Linked DNA regions of Gossypium arboreum: regions 1 and 3 are each linked to region 2. The links are chromatin contacts, called in public Hi-C maps. All regions are on one chromosome and are shown on one strand. Each heading gives the region's core, a stretch centred on a gene start, on an enhancer-like site or on the middle of the called end of the contact. The rest is flanking DNA. Distances are from core to core; before and after follow the strand shown.

Region 1 (3,742 bases), core at 1,099-3,598, 340 kb after region 2:
CATTCAATCAGGCCCTATTTTGTATCTTCTTTTGTTTTTTTAAATTTAGCCCTCAGATCCTGTTTGGTTTTCGTTTTGATCCCTAATTAACTTTCCAGTATTTATACTTTCATACCCCGAATTTTAATTCGTTTTTAGCCATGTCCTAAATCTATTTAATTCATTTATTAACCCTTTTTTAAATGTTTCATTTATATGTTATTTGAAATATTTTGTATGTTATTTATTTACATCTATTCTAACTTATTTTAATGTATTGTTATTTAAATTCTTATTATTTATTTTAACTTGCTTTATGTATATATGTTACTTTAATCTATTTTATATGTATTATTTATTTTTATTCCTTACCTATTATATATGTATACATATAGTTTATTTCAAGCTTTTTACATATTTATAATTCTTTAAAAATCGTTTTGTTATATATTTATTTCAAATTATTTTATATTTTAAGTTATTGTATATTATGTATTTCAAATAACTCTCTTTGTATTACCTTTGAACCGTTACTACTATAAAATATATTTATATTGTCTATTTTTAATTCTTTTACGTATTATATATTTTAAACTTCTTATTTATTACTTTTAAATTAACTTATATATTATTTATTTTAAAATTATTTTACATACCTTAATTTAAACCCATTCTATTTATTCCATATTATTTATTTTACACTTTTATTTATATATATTATCTATTTTAAAATTACTCATATGAATATTTTTAATTTGCTTTATATAATATAATTTTTAAATTCTTTTACATTATTTATTTTAAACTCATTTTATGCATTTTTCATTTTAAATTGTTTTATTATTTACTTTAAAATTTTATATATATTATCAATTTCAAATCGTTACATCTTTTTTTCACATATATACTAGTTATTTCTTAAATGTCTTGTATATTATTTATTTTAAATTTCTTTTTACATAACATTTATTTTAAACTCATTTATATATTATTTATCTTAAATTATTTTACATATTATTCATTTTAAACTTTTTCAGATATTATTTATTTCAAACTTTCGCCTATATTACCTATTCTAAAATTTCTTATACATATATTCTATTTTTAAATTATTTTGTACATTGTTGATTAAATTTCTTTTCATTATTTATTCTAAATTCATTTCTTATCATTTTAAAATTTGTTTTACGTTTCAGTCATTTTAGTTTGCGTTATAATATTTTTAATTCATTTGTCTTTGATTATTAATGATTAGTATTTAAGTGACATATGTTATGTGATTATTGCCATTGTGTGTAGTATAATTCGTTTATTCGTATTTTTGTTATTACCATTTGCTTGTATAATATTATATTCATGTTGTTATTCCGTACTCTATGTTATATTTTTGTTTTATCTAGTTTAAACCATATCATACATTAACCCAACATACTGACCTGACTTGGATCGCTTGATTTTTTTTTCCAAAAAATAATACACGTTATTTAAATATCGTATTCGCTATTGTTCAAAAACAAAATTTTCTAAAATAAGGCAATGTTTTGCGTTTTAGAACATCGAGGGATTGTGCATGTTTTGTGTTTTAGAACATCGAGGGATTGTGCCCTAACTTACAGGGTTTCGATTTTTTCCTTGATTCTAAATAGCCAAATATCCTTTCGAATTTTAAAATACATGGAATTCTAATTAAAATTAAAGACAAACTTGTGCTTGAGAGTTCATGGTATTGTGTCCTAATTTACGGGATGTGATACTCCGATATCTCGAGACGAGGAAATCTTTAACAATCGTTTTGAGCTAATTCAAGAATTTTTAAAATCGATGCTAATAAAAAAGGATAGTATTTCAAATCCGTCCCTGGTTTTCAACTATTCGACATTGAGACACAAACTAATCAATTCGGTACCAATTTTTGGACGTGTCGAGGGTGCTAATCCTTCTTCGCATTTAACCGACTCCCGAACTTGTTCTCTTGAATTTCGAAGACCAAAATGCTGTTTTAATAAATTAAAATTGTTTTAAAACAAAAGTGATCCGATCACACCAAATAAAGATCGATGGCAACTCCTATTTTAATTTTCGCTTTCAAATAAAGTCGATTACCAATAATTTCGACAATATTGATAATATCTAAAAAAAGATATTCAACATGTTAATATAATATCTTTTAATACAATGCATTAATTATCATAAATTTTATTCCTCATCAATTTTATGTCGTTTTCTATCTTGGGTTTTTTTTTTCTTTTTCTTTTTCTGAAAGGACCTTCTCATCACGGTTAGATTCAAGCTCACAGTTAAAAAAAAGGTGGCTTTGTACTTATCCGGTTATCAAATTCAACAATTTCTTTATTAAGTGAAAAAGAAGAAGCGAGTTGAGTGTTTCATCTTTAAGTTGGTAGTATGTTTGGTTTTTTGGTAATAGTATAATTGGTTAGATTGTTGTTATATAATTTCAATTTTTATAAATAGAAACAGGCGAAGCACATCGTAAGGGTATTATCGGCGCGTAGGTATATTAATTAGATCAGATCTCCTTCTAATTTTACCATTTTAGCCTTCGTCTTCCACTTCTTTCCAGTTTCCTCCAAAGCTCTCACATCAATAATTAGTACTAAGTACTAACTCTTATTTATTTATTTGTTTCGAATATCCAATAATTTTTGAATACACATAGACGTGTTGTGAACGTGTCGAATCTTGCCTGCCTTCATCACGCCTTCCAACCCAACCAAACTCTTTCCCTCTCAACCATTATTATTTCCTTTCATTTCATTTAATACAAAACAATTTCATTTTTCTTTTTGCCTTTTAATCTGATTCTCTCTCTTTTATTAAATGTTGTTATGAAGTTAAAAGTGTGATTGTGTTTCCTTCCTTTTCTCTCCCTTTTTTGTTTTATCACTTCCATTTTCATGGAATTCCTTTCTTCATGGTCTATTTTCCTCTCTTTCTTAGTATCTATCTATGTATATATATAGTAATGTTGTTTATTTTGGATATGAATGAATTTTTTATTTCTTGTATGCTAATTGTTAAGCTGTGATTTGCTGTAATTTGAAATTAAAAGCAGAGCTTAGAGCTTAATTTTGATGGGGAAGCACGACGATGAGCGCTCTGTTTTTCCTTTAACCAGTCTCCAAATCGGGTAATTCTTTTAACTATTTTTACTTTTACCATCTGTATGCTTGATCTGAGTAGAAGTTGAAATTTTGGCTTCAGACTATGTTCATGGACTCGGATTGACTGTCATAGATATACATGTTTGAGGCGGTATATGCATTTCCTTTTTTCGAAGTTTTTCATATATGTTGGGATCATATTCCAATGCTCATTTCCGGTATATGCGCTTATGATTAGAAAAATATGAGTTGGTTAACATATGCTTCAGCTGCTAGTCATACTTCATACAGTCGTGTTATTTTTTTTCCCGATTTCTGATTAGTGACCTTTTTTTCTTTCTTTTAATGAGTGTTGATACATTTTTTTATATGGTAATTTTGTGTGTTTCTAGGACTTCATTTGTAGAAATATCAAATCCTGGGCGTTAATCAATTGATTTATTCTAAGCACTTGGTTTATGGGAAATATCACAATCACTGAGTTATTTCTCAGGGTTTTCCACTTTTCTTATGTATTATTTGAAATTTTATTGTCTAATCTCTGATTGCAGAGACTTGCAGTCTTATCTATCGGATCTTAGCCTTTTCTTGGCCCCTGAAAGTAAAAAATTCTACATTTTGGTGGACAACCGGCCATGGCT
Region 2 (3,752 bases), core at 156-2,655:
CCCATTATTCATTGAATGGTAAATCATTCGTTTGTTTAGTTGAACGTAATACTCATTCAATGGAATGACCATTACTTCCATATTACTTGTCTTCTTGTAATAGCTATTCTTTGGTATCACTAAAGAATGACTATTCCATGCAACATTGAATAATAAAGAAAAATTAATTTTAGATTAGTCCTTTAAAACTTGGACTTAGAAAATATAAAAATAAAATATTTGAAATATTTTAATATAATTTAATATAAAATATTTAATATCAAAATATAATTTAAAATAAAAATATTTTAATATAAAAATAATTATATTAAAATATTATTATTTTTATTAAATTATATTTAATAATAATTCTATTAAAATATGATTAAATTATTTTTAATAATAATCCTATTAAAATTTAATAACAATAACAATAATTATCTACTTACAAAAAAATTGATAAGGGTACTCCAATCATTTCAATTTTTTCCTTATACTATTATAACAACATTCCATTCAACCAAACATAAGAATACTTTACAGTTTTATTCAATTCCATTGAACTAAACATTGAATTATTGATTACAGCCCTATTGTATTACAACTCAATTCTATTACATTAAACCAAACGTAGTGTTGGATAATACATTCCAACCAAATGAACCAAACAAGATAATGTAACATACCATCGACAACCTTATGTCAGCGAACCAAACGTAGTGTTGGATAATACATTCCAATCAAATGAGCCAATCAAAGTAATGTAACATACCATATACAACCTTACGTTTTTTGTAATTCTATTACGAAAATTTATATTATATTCCTTGAACCAAACATTCCCGAAAGTTCTTTAATATTGATTTCATAGCTAATTTTTTTTTATAAATATCAAAACATATATGAAATTTGATTCAATGTGCATTATCATATATGAACTTTGATTTTATACAATTTTATGCATTAAATTTTAATTTAATTCAATTTTACAAATTTTTAACAATATTATTGAATTAACACAAATCACATTGATATTATATACAAAACAATTATATTAATTCAATATGAAAATAAATATATTTATTTGTTTTTTAAATGTGTAGAATTGAATCCAAATTAAAATTTATTATATATATAAAAACTAAAATTCAAATTTAATATATATAATTGTACCAAGTATATATTACAAATTACACATTTTAATTGATTTTGAATTTATGGGTTTTAGATGTGAGGTTAACATGATTTCACGGTTTTCTTTCTTCTAATTTTCAATTATTTGGATTTTAGTTATTTAATATGAGATCCCTTCGATTATTTAGAAGTAAAAAGTTCTGACTCATGGCATTTTACGATTAAACCACGTCTTTAACATTTCAAAATTTAATATCCTTGCATAAAAAGTATCCACAAATAAGTAAATTACGTCATGCTAAAGAAAATGTCACTAAAATGCTCTCATCCTTGCCGGTATACTGTTGAACTATGCCCTCGTGTTTCCCGCCAATTTGTTACTCTTTTTTTTATGACCGTTTTATCCTATTCCTTCCTTGCAGAGCTAACAAATTACGCCACCTGGCTTTATCCTATCATTTCTATCTAATTATTGAAGGAAAAAAATAAACAAAAAACACTTCAATTCCCATTCTCTCTCCTCGATTTCTCACTCGATGTGGGTTGCCACCGTACTCCACCGACCGGTCGTCCCGGTTCCCCTATTCTTCACCTCTCATCTAAGCCCCAAAGTACTCCTTAAACCCAAAACCTTTCGTTTTGGTTTCCCCTTGCCGTCACTAAAGTTGAAAGCTTCGGCGACTAAGAAGCAGTTGCAGACTCAGGAGCCAGGTTTTTACTATCATTTATTTTTCGGCTTATTGGCTTTCGTCAAATTCAATCGACGGACAAGATTCTGTGGAATTTTTGTAGTTAATATCTGATTAGGGTTTAAATTGCAGATAATGAAGATTTACGTAATCAAGAAAAAAACGATGATCAAAGCTTTGATTTGGGATGGCTTCCTACTTTCCCTCACGTTTTGGTTGCTTCAATGTCCAATTTCCTTTTCGGCTATCACATAGGGTAAGTGTTTTTTTAATAAAAACATTGTTCTTTCTTTCTGAAAATTTAATTGTTGTTTTCTTTTCCTTGCTCTTTTTGCTATGCAATGAAGCATTTGAATATTCTGGAGCTTAATTCAGCTCTTATTGAATTTTTTTTTTATGCTTTATTGTTCTTTCTAATTAGTTGCTCGCTCTTTTAGCTGTTGAGAAATTGGAAATTATGTTGCTAACTGATTTATATGCTTACAAGAGTTTTATTTATTTAACTATAAATATTCCATAAAAAACTATAAATAAGGAAACTAAACACTGAATTATTGTCTTTTAATGTATAAACCTGGTTGTAGAGTGTTAAAATTTCATCGGGAGTGTATGGAAGGAATTCATATACCCGGTCTCTTAATTCTCCCTAAAGTACCGATGTCCAACACTTGTGTTTGACATAGGTATGGGATATGATCATATATGTGAAGAAATAAAATAGAAACAAAAATATTGAGTATGCCCATATTGGACTCACACACGTATTCAATACTCACCATAACATAGGTGTAACTTGAAAATCAATGATATTTTTAAAGAGTAAAATTGTTTTGTCAAAGAGTCAGTTCACAAAATTGCATTCTTTGTTTTGCAGAGTAATGAATGGTCCAATCGTTTCAATTGCAAGAGAACTTGGTTTCGAAGGAGATCCAATTCTTGAGGGGATTGTGGTAAGCATATTCATTGCTGGAGCTTTCATTGGAAGCCTGAGTTGTGGTTCACTGGTGGACAAACTAGGTTGTCGCCGGACCTTTCAGATTGACACAATACCATTGATACTTGGTGCAATTGTGAGGTGAGAATAACATATAGGCATTGGTAATCCAAGCAATGCATTTTATCTCCTCTATGCCAAGTGAAATGTGGAGTTCATTTAAACAGTACTATAATTATTTTGTACTCTTTTATTTCTTTTGTGTGTTTCACACCCCATCTGTTATTTCATTCTGTATTTATCTAGGTAGAACTTATAGGACACATATTACAGTAGCTTCTTGTACTTTATGTGTTTGAAAGTGTGTTTAAACATGTAAACCAATTTATATCTTGGCCCTTCAGATGCTTTCTGAGCTTACTCTTATAATGGTAAGAATTGGGTCAAAGTGTACTACTGTGTAAAGTTCATTTTAGTTCCTCTACTAAAAATTACTCCAAATTAGTTCTTATGCATTAAAAATTTGTTCAAATCATGATAATGTTAAAATTTTCCATTAAGTTGTTGATAGTTTGCACAAAATATATCATACCTAACTGCTTTACCCATGATCCGGCCCATGGAAAAAACCCAACCATCCCAAATCTTAGAACTACCGTGTGGCCACCGGCCACAATAGAAGTTTCAACTATTGTGACTCTCCCCTGCCAATCCCTCAGAACCCTAAATCCAAATCTCCAAATTCCCCAACCCCAAGTTAACTTCATCGCAATATATCTAATGAAAAATTTGGGGCATTAATCAGAAAAGCTAGAGGAGAAGAGGAAAGATTTCTAATTGAAATCCCCCAATGCCTAATCCCTTGTATAAAAAATCTCATTCTATTTATAGCTTAGAAATATTTAAGTTAGCAATTCACGCTGTAGTTCCACGCAACACAATTACTCTCGTTCTTTCCAATTCTTCTTTATTCTCAAAAGTACAATTAGTTGAATATTTTCTTGAAGTTTTATTTA
Region 3 (4,148 bases), core at 642-3,141, 350 kb before region 2:
ACCAATCTAATTATCCCTTCTGTAATCTGATTGGCAGTAAATCTGGCATTGGGAAGGGAATGTTGGTTGAAGAGCAAAAGAAGATGAAACAACATTTAAAGGCTCTAGAGATGGAGGACATATCTTCGTTTATGGAATCTCTTCCTTCCAACTTTCTCATAATATTGCGGACAGAGTAAGATAAATTCAGTAGCCTATTTGGAGTTCAATAGCTCCTAATCTCATTTTGGTCTTTTCTGTTTTAGTGAATTACTGAGATCTACAGTAAGCAAGCTTGGTGCTTCAAAATGGGTGAGGTTGCTAACCTATGGAAAATATGCCTCACTTGGTCTCTCTCTGAAGTCGAATCCATGCTCTGGTAAACAGTTCTTCTAAACCCTTTTTTTTTTTCCTTTAATTTTATTCTAAATCAGTTGTTATCTGGCCAAGCCAGGGAGAGCTTTTAATGGATGCATCTGTTGTTGTGTTTGTACATTTACGAGTGTATAGTAAGAAAGAGATTTTTATATTCATGAGCAGTTAACGTCGGTATTCTTGGAAGGAACTGATTTTGTGGTCGCATATTTTGTTTTAATTTACAATTTAAGGAATACGATTACTTTATCCTCGTGTGTTCAGATTTGACATCATTGGCCCTATATACCAGATTGATAGGAAATATAGAATACATTCTTCTAAGGCTTACTATAGGTAAGGTTTTTTCTTCTCATAAGTTCTGATATGTAGGTATGTCAGGTAATAAAAAAAAAGGTACCTGAATGATTGGAACATTTTAACATTTTCAGGGGTAACGACTCTGGTTTTGTGGATGGAGAAGCTGAAGCGATGTCTGAATAAGTTTTATGGAAAGATGAGTGCTGCTGGAAAAGGTATGGCGACAATGTTCTTCAACATCTACTTCAAAATGTAGATTCTTTTTCCTTTCTTTTTTGTCTTATGTACTTCGTTATTTACACTAAGTAAATTTTGAGCAGAAGCCATATGTAGATAAAGCTTCCTAGGGCTCAAGGAGCACTGTATTGTAGTTTGATATTGGCTTTTATTGTAGAACTATAAAATTACTCTGAATCTGAAGAATTGTAAGAACAAGAATATTACTCAAAGCTTAACTTGGTGATGAAATTATTTCAAGAAGTACCATTTACTGGGTATGGATTTTGAGTTCAAGCATTTGCAAATTTTTACTACAATCTTTTACGTCAGAAAAAGGAAAAACAAACTTAGATAAGAATTTAAAAACTAGTTTATATATATATGTAGAGAGAGAGAGATTTATATATAAAAGCATTCATTTGGAAATATTTTTAATCACTGAAAATTTTTATTATTCATTATTGTTATATCCAGGCCAAATGGGCTAAGGCCTGTAACAAGGCCCAAAAGAGCTCAAGTTCCAACTGGTACAAAGATCACATGAGCTTAGGCTTTATAAAGTACAAAACATAAATGCTATGCTAGTAAGAACAATGTCACGTGGCACGTAGAGGAATCACCTCTAGCTTTTATCCGACTCAAAAGCTATGCATAGTGTGACTTGCCAACATTCCTAGCGAATAAGAAACATTGCATTAGCTAAAAAGACTAGATCAGACTAGATTTGGGCAATTAAGGGGCAACTTAAAGCTTTATTACATATGTTAAAATTTAACTTAATTTTAGCTTTGACCACGTATATATTTGGATCCAGACCAACCACTTACGATCCTTGTTAGTCGATAGCAAGTTTTAGCCCAAATCCTATCTAATGACTAAGTTCTGGAACAACTAATCAACTAAAAAAGTCAACTTCAACTCATCGGTGTGTTTTCTCTAAGATGCCACCAGTTTGGTTTACTAATCAGTTACCATTGGATAATGCCAAAATCTTTTGAGAATTGGTCCTTCGCAACCACTTCTACCGTTACGACGATTGTAACACCCCCTTACCATGTAAGAAATGCTACATTTACGTACCAAACACATCACTCATGTTCTACTCATCTTTTAGACTCATTTGAAGCTATTTAAGGCTTCTTCAATAATTTCTAAACTGAATATGTAATCTGGTTGCAACCAGAGATCATTCAGAGACCCCTTGATGTAAAAAACAACATAAATTAAGAAAACAAGGTAGAGGTATTGACGCATGCCCCAATTTATCGGTACCTTGACCTTGATACTATTCATTTTTACATTATGTTTGAGCTTTATCAATACAAGCCCTCTAAGTATCAAAATTTGGGTGTATGGAAGCTAAAATCAAGCTTAAAAATACCTCAAAAAGTGTCATAACTTACTCCAATTAATCCCAATCATTCTCAATCATTCTTTGACCTTAAAATACTCCTAATTATCTTTGTAAACATCATGCAATTCATCTATTAGAGTTGTATGACCCAACTTCTTGTTAAAAAAAATAATGGCAAAATAAGGGGATCTGTGGGGGCAAAGGTCGAGGGCCATAGCCGCCGCAAATCTCCATTAAGTATAAAATTAGACTGGGGTCGTAACCGAGGGTGTGCCCTCACGATACGGTACAAGCTGTACAAGTGAAATCTGTATAAAAGTACACTTATTCTGTTTGATATTGATTAGAATAAGGTGTTTCAACCTTACTACATTGCTTCTATTTGACATTGATTATAATAAGGTTTTTCAACCTATAAATAGATGTAGTCTAAACTCCTCTTGTATCATTCAAATTTAACATTAGTGAATTTTCTTCTCCACTATCAATGGTTTTTCTCCCGAAAGGGTTTCCACGTGAAATCTGTGTGTTCTTATCTTTCTTTCTTTTTGCTTTGCGATCGTTTTATATTGTCATTGTCGACGTTCAACTTTTACATCATCCATGTTCAATCTCCATCTAATGTACCACAAAGGTTCAAAACCTCTCCATTTAAACAAAACTCAACTTTGTGCCAGTTCCCTAACTATCTATCACTTTCCTACTTACTGGATACCTAGGTACATGCCACACTAATTCAAAGACACAAAATCCATGGTTCTCAATTCTTACCTTATTGATGAGTTGTGATTTGACAAACCATGCTCAACCTTTTTTTTTGCACAAACACTTTCTGCAATCTACGCATTTGAAAACAAGTTAAGCTTCATAGGAGCTTAGTAAGTTGATCCAGGAGAAAGCAGAAGAAGATTGTATTCAAGTTGTTCGACTCGAGAAAGAAATATTTGGATCACACTTGAAAAGAAAAAAGACAAACAGATTTAGAAAAATAAGAAAAACAAAGAAAATTTTAAAAAATAAAAATAAGGATAAATATTCAACATAATAACTAAATAAAGAAAACAACTTGAATTTCTTATTGATCAAATTTGAGTGTTTTTGAGTTGTTTCATTATGCTAAATACAATGTTTTGGCCGATTTTGCTTGAACAGCCTCTAAAAATTGTCTTTACCTTTAATTTTTTTTTTTGAAAAATATTGATTTCAGTGGGTAAACGAATTCAAATTGATCTGAAATTTTGTTTACTATTTCTTGGAAGTTTATTAAATTGAAAAAAAATATTTCCCACAAAAAAATTGAAAAAATAAAGAAAAGTAAAAAAAAATTAAAAAAATTAAAAAAAAAACATTTGTGGGTTGAATTTTGTGCCCAAAATTTCCAGATCTTATATTTATCATATAAAGAGGCTCCAATTTAATTTTTGTGATTTTAGCACATCAGAAACACCTTGAACAAAAAATCCAAGTTGTTTTCCATTGTTTCGATTCGAGTTTTTTGCTGGGTAGTTTATTTTCTTTGATTCTAGCCTTAGGTTTTCTTTTGTTTTTAGCTTTCCTTTATTCTATTATACATTCTGACACATTTTTCCTTCTTGTATTAATAAATATAAAAAGAGTTGCCTCTCCTTTCTTCGAGTAACTTACTTCCCTTGGGGTCAAGTTTTTCTTTTGCTTTTTAAAGCATTAGGTCAGATTTGTTAGAGCGTGATCACCCATATTTTCAAATATTTTTTAGTTTGATTAATCTTTAAAAGTTACAAGAGAGAAAATCTTAATTTTTTTCTTTTGTCTCGAGTTGTTTATTTTTATGGTGAGTGCATAATGGTGAGGCTTGATTTTATTTGATCAATTTTCTGTTTGAGTACTTTTACTTTCAAATTCTTAAAATGGTTTGCACAAAGGAGAATGATAAACCTTGGGC

Evidence for each region. Hi-C and Micro-C count contacts between places; a contact is called where the count stands out from the background.
Region 1: a contact with region 2 is called in a Hi-C map of leaf, with 4 times the contacts expected there. The contact joins the promoter of LOC108458494 here to the promoter of LOC108473502 in region 2. A contact is called at or near these places in 2 of 5 Hi-C or Micro-C datasets (both in leaf).
Region 3: a Hi-C map of leaf shows a contact between it and region 2, with 3 times the contacts expected there. The contact joins the enhancer-like site here to the promoter of LOC108473502 in region 2. A contact is called at or near these places in 3 of 5 Hi-C or Micro-C datasets (all in leaf).

Annotation. Positions count from the first base shown.
Region 1 is chr7:50,263,993-50,267,734 of ASM2569848v2, forward strand. LOC108458494 reads left to right here and starts at 2,349. Exons shown (of 10, transcript XM_053030838.1): 1 at 2,349-2,492; 2 at 3,053-3,127; 3 at 3,653-3,742. The coding sequence starts at 3,072.
Region 2 is chr7:49,927,149-49,930,900 of ASM2569848v2, forward strand. LOC108473502 (probable plastidic glucose transporter 1) reads left to right here and starts at 1,406. Exons shown (of 12, transcript XM_017775138.2): 1 at 1,406-1,824; 2 at 1,935-2,058; 3 at 2,677-2,877. The coding sequence starts at 1,650.
Region 3 is chr7:49,571,725-49,575,872 of ASM2569848v2, forward strand. It overlaps LOC108489294, which reads left to right. Exons shown (of 16, transcript XM_053030721.1): 13 at 38-175; 14 at 246-358; 15 at 786-869; 16 at 975-1,151. The coding sequence ends at 991. Among protein-coding and RNA genes, the nearest start is that of LOC128295353, 16 kb to the left of the region's middle. Within about 2 kb of position 1,892, at least 2 of the 2 cell types and tissues checked have an H3K27ac peak or open chromatin away from gene starts, as enhancers often do. A contact at or near this core is called in leaf, where this site is marked.